Linked DNA regions of Triticum aestivum: region 2 is linked to region 1. Evidence: chromatin contacts called from public Hi-C data. All regions are on one chromosome and are shown on one strand. The core of a region is the stretch at or near the end of the contact, and the rest is flanking DNA. Distances in the headings are between cores, read along the strand shown.

What was found. Hi-C and Micro-C count contacts between places; a contact is called where the count stands out from the background.
Region 2: a contact with region 1 is called in a Hi-C map of leaf, with 4 times the contacts expected there. The contact joins the enhancer-like site here to the promoter of LOC123151492 in region 1. A contact is called at or near these places in 3 of 5 Hi-C or Micro-C datasets (leaf and an unstated tissue) and 1 of 1 datasets of contacts at active chromatin or transcription factors (leaf).

The regions. Positions count from the first base shown.
Region 1 is chr7A:243,610,447-243,613,146 of IWGSC CS RefSeq v2.1, reverse strand. LOC123151492 reads left to right here and starts at 1,325. Exons shown (of 5, transcript XM_044571186.1): 1 at 1,325-1,708; 2 at 2,139-2,242. The coding sequence starts at 1,572.
Region 2 is chr7A:243,772,743-243,775,442 of IWGSC CS RefSeq v2.1, reverse strand. No RefSeq gene overlaps it. Among protein-coding and RNA genes, the nearest start is that of LOC123151492, 160 kb to the right of the region's middle. Within about 2 kb of position 1,447, at least 1 of the 8 cell types and tissues checked has an H3K27ac peak or open chromatin away from gene starts, as enhancers often do.

The DNA of each region.
Region 1 (2,700 bases), core at 76-2,575:
CTTCTGCAGCACGCAGGTTTTGTAATCATAAACACTAGCTCCTAATTTGCTCCAACGTTGTCAGCTGCAGCAGCGACATGTCATACCTTCAATCTGTATACCCTACTCATGCAAGCAAGCATGCAAATTACTCCTACAAAAAAAACAATATAGATGAGTATGTTACCAGAAGATCCGTAGCAACTTCTCTTGTCATTTCCATAGGAAGGTGTTTTAGAACATTGATAAACAGAGCTACATGATGCTCGACTCCTTTCCTATTGCGCACGCAATGTTAAAATTACATGGTTTTTGTATCGAGAGAAATTACCAAGTTCCTTCTAGATTTGTGAAATAGTTTAAGATGACGATGAAGTGTATATTGTCCCGTATGGTGCACGGTGGCACTGCAGAGGCACAACTAATGCACTTGACATGGTATAGAACATGCTTCCACGAATGTCTATCCTCGATGAACAAAATGTCTCTTTTCTGCATTCGCACGTCTTCTATTGCACCATCCTTACACTCTTGTCGTTGCACCCGCCTCGCTCTCCCAGCTACCACACGTGGCGCTTCACTGTATCACAAAGTTATCAACCCTTCGATCAACCATTGCTGTAACAAACTTAGGATTATCATCTCACTATCACTTTTTAACGGTTGCCCTCAGACAGTGAATGGCTGCAATCGCCACTTTCCACCATGATTAACATCCGATGGACCATTTGATACATGTCGAATCATGCTCAACCGTAAACCTAAACGGCCGAACAAGGGTGCGTCGATGAACCGTAACGACGAGTAAAGAGATAAGAATAGCTTGCAATGCTACAATCAGTTGCACTATCCAGGAGGCGTTATCTTTCATTATTTAACCGTTCCATCAAAATAGACCACAAAACCAACGGTAGCGACAACTTCATCTTTGCTCCTTCCTCTCATCCATACATGCCCCCTTCACGGTTAGACACACCCACAAACATCCAAGCACCGATATTTCCTTTAAAAACATATAAATGTATTTTATGAGAACTACATTAAAGAACAAGAAAATGCCAATAAGCCTAGCCACCTTGCCAATCACCACTCTCCTAGTCATCATCATCATCCATCACCTCTCTCTTACCAACTGCTCTACTGCCAATAGAGAACAAAATCCTCAACCTCTTCTATAGATTCTCTCTCCTATTAAAATAAATAAATTTAAAAAACCACCATAAATGAGAAAATAATAAGAGGGAGACCTTCCCTTCTTCTCCTCCGGCCTAACCCACCCCACCCCCCTCCCCTCTCCTCCAAGCATCCACCGTCCCGGCCAAATCAGCCCCCTCCCCCAGCTCAAGCAAGAACGCCATTCCCGCGGATACAGAAGAGGAGAGGAGAATTCACCTCCCCCTAACCTCTCCATCCCCCAAAATCCTCCGAAAACCTAATCCTCGTCCCCGGAAAGATCCTCCTTTTCTTGGTTTCCACTTTGCTACAGATAAACAAAGCTATATATAGCGTTTTGGCCACGTTTCTTGGCTTCCGTTGTGGGTTGTTGTTAATTCGAGGGAGTCCAATTCGCCTGCGACTGAAGGGGCCCGGCCATGGCGGAGGAGGAGAGGCGGCGGCGGTTCTCGAGTCTACGCAGCGTCCGGTGGCGGGTCGATCTCGGCATCCTGCCGGCGTCGCCGGAGGCCTCCGTCGAGGAGCTCCGCCGCGCTGCCGCCGATTCGCGGCGGAGGTGAGCCCGCCATCCTTGTTCCCGGGTGTTTGCTGGTGTTTTGTCCTTTTGCGGCAGGAATCTGCTCTGCTCTGTTTTTCCTGCTTACCTGGCTCGTTCTTGTTATGCTTTCATTTGATTCTTGCGCGGTCAGGCGTTGATTTCGTCCAGATGGTTGTGTTTGTTAGCAAATTAATGCAATCACCGGCTGCTAATGCATCTGATTTGGTTGTGGTCGTATGAATATAGCTCGTCGATTGCTAGATTTCTGGTTCTGTCGGTGTTATCGTGCACATGGCCACATGCCATGTTTGTTTCATGAGATGAAATTTCGGCGAGAGAGATTGGTGCTGTTACTGATCTATAAGTGATTGGGGCAAATGAATTTTGCTCCTTGCTATTTCTTTCTACCTAAGAATGACATGTTAAATTTGATTCATGTTTGTTGTAGGTATGTTAGTTTGAGGCGCCGTGTTCTGGTAGACCCTCATCTTCCAAAGAAGGAGGCTAGATCACCTAACCTCATCGTGGACAACCCGCTCTCTCAGAACCCAGGTATTTGATCCTAAACATTATCTTGTGAATTGTGATGATTACATGGTAAACAAATTACAAGGATGATATCTTTGAACATGGATGACTTGTTATCTACCGCAAACACTTGCGTGATCACTTACCATCACAGATTTGCACTGCAAAGTGTTTTCCTGAATTTCCATGGGTTGTGACGCACTTCATTTATTAAACGATGAGCGGTGCTTGACAAGTGTTATTTAACACATTAAGATATATAAATGTGTACTCTTTTTATTAATTTATTATTGTTCATAATTATTTATTAGGGCTCTTTTCTACTGGTATAATTACTGGTGTTTTAGCTATGCTAGTGCCTAAGAGGCGGGATGAAACCTATTATTCAGAGTGTGAATAGTTTGCTCACACAAAAATGTATACTTTTTTCTATGATGTTATGTAACAAAAGCCTCCAGGTGTTGCTTGACACTTTGTGCGAC
Region 2 (2,700 bases), core at 198-2,697, 160 kb before region 1:
GCGACGGCAGGCGGGTCGGGCGACGGCGGGGACCGCGGGCCACGACGCTGCGGCCCGAAGGGGCGACACAACGGCGGTTCGCGAGTCGGTGCAACCACGGGGACGACCTCGGGGCGGCGACGGGGACCGCGTATCGCGACACTACGGCCCGAAGGGGCGACGCAGCAGCGACGCACGAGTCGATGCAGCCGCGAGGAGAACCACGGGGCGGCGGCGCTGCGGCCCGACGGGGCGACGCAACGGTAGCCCGATGCTCGATCGGTGGAGAGGCGCGCTGAACTCGGGGACGATCTTCACGGGACCTGCGGAGGCGCGCGTAACCGACAGGCCAGGTCGGTCGCGCGGCGTAGATGAGGCTGATCGTGGCGGCGAGCGGGTGATCAAGCCGATCGCGCGCGAGGTCAGGGACGCCGCTCCCTGGAGGCGTGGTGGCGGCGGAGTCCGAGATGAAGCCGGCGATGACGGACGACGTGGGACGTCGTGCGGACGAGCTTGTCAGCACCAGCACCCGGACTGCCAAAGCAACGCCAGCACCTGGGCAGCGAGGCCCGAGCGATCAACGGAGCAGCGGCACCCGAGTTGAGGCAGCCGACGTAGCCGTCTCGACGCTGCCTAGGACGAGACCAGTGAGGTAGACCGCTGGGCCGCCATGCAGACGCGGCGGAGGCGGGTGATGCGGATCAATGGGCGGGCCGGCATGCGAGCTACGGTTATGATTGACTGTCGCATGGCGCGAGGCCGCCGGATCAAGGTGATGCAGGTGTCCCGGTCAGAGCAGGGTGGTGACGGCCGGCACAGGGCGACGGGTGGACCGACGCGCGGACGGCGACTGGCCCTGGCGGGCTGCCTCGTCGCGCGTGGCCGCCGGGTCGAAGAGAGGCTGGCTGGTTGCGCCGGGGTCGGAGTAGAGGCAATCGGGGTTGACGACGGCGGTGGGCGATGCAAACCAATCAAGAATAGATCAGAAAACCAAAAGAAACCGCACGATCAAGATGACCGGCGGGAGAGAGAAAATCCCGGAGCAAGGCTCGGGGAAAAGACTCTCTAGGTCAGCCGGTCAACACGACCGGCGGACGAACCCTAGGTACGGGTGGCGCGGCCCCCGGCGACGGTCATGGAGGCCGACCGCGCCAGGGATGGCGTACGGGTGCGGAAGCGGCGGCGGCTAAGGTTTAGGATCGACTTGCGATAGATACCATGTTAGAAGGGAGAAAGAGGATTGGTGGAATTATTCATTGTATTGCTTGAGTCTCATGTGCATATATATATAGAAGTACAAAGACCAACTTAAAGTACAAGACAAGGCAGGACCAAGTCCTACTCTATCCTATACTTGCTAATAATCCTTATATTCAACATTGAACATATAAAGGATGAGGGAATGCGCCCAACTAACGGCTATGGTCACGTCTCCTTTTTTGCATCTATAAATAGTGGAAGAAAGGGATAAGCCACGAGCGCTGCGTTCGGCTGGATAAGCCCCAAGCGCTCTCTTCCCCCTTTCCTTGCCGCCGCCACTCCATCCTAGCCGCCTCCTCTCCTCGTCGAACCAGCCGCCTCCTCCCCATCTTCACGCGCAACCTCCTCTCCCTCAAGCCCCGCCTCCTTCCCACCCGGGGCTTTGCCTCTTCAGCGGCGGAACGCAGTGGCTGTGGTGATGGCAGATGGGGCGACAACGGCGGCGCTCCTCCTCTCCCATGGCCGAGGACGGCGGTGAGGGGCAAAGGGGCGCTATCGTTCTCCCCCCTCAGCGCGTGTGTCAGAGATGGACGAGGAGGCCGAGCAGTCCATCATGCCGTCGACGCCGTCCTCGCCTGCCAAGGTCTGGATCCTCCTCCCCCTTCCCTCATGGAGGCACCTGGATCCTCCTCCCTCTTCCCTTCCATGGCGGCACACGAACCTGCTGCATCTTCCTCATTGCCAGTCCGAGGAAGAGGAGTGGCAGCAGCCAGACGCGCCTCGTCCGTGTCGCGTGGTGGCCCAGATGCGTCCGCCCCGTGCTCTGTGGTGCCCGTATCGCCCGTCTACGGCCGGAGAAGGAGGGGAGGACTGGATGCCAGCCGATCTGGAGGAAGAAGCGGAGACGCGGACCTCACCTTCCTATTGAATTGCTTTTGTTTGTACAACATGCAACATTGTGAATAATTCTATTAACTTTTAGTTCAAAAGAATCTGCCGCAGTGTTAAGAGTTCTTTGTGATGTTGCATGACGTTCTGATTTTGAACTTGAACGTGCTAACTGAATTTTGCAGTGCAAACTAAACTTTTTAAATTAACTGAATTAACTAAAGTTTATGGATTTCTCGAAAAGGTAAAGCACTACCTCAGTATTTCTGTGTTAGAGGGTGCCCCTGTTGTTTCTTGGTATCATTACTAGCAAGTGTCATATGAGGTGTGTGTGCCTTGCCTGCCATCATGATTCCTGAGGTGTGTGTTTACCTTTGTTTCAAGAAGGTAAACCACACAAAGGAAATCTATGTACCATAAAAAAGAGGATGTGCATGTGTCTTGTAGGGTTGATGGATTGATTGATCACCACGCAAAGTAGTTTGGGGAAAATAATGATGTTGGACTACTAAAATCAAAGAAAATATTCCATGAATTTTGACACTGGAATGGCTTGTAAAATGGTGCAGTGCCATCTTGTCTCTAGAACAGCTTAAAAATGGTGTGCATTGGTTTCTTAGTTCTTGTACTGCA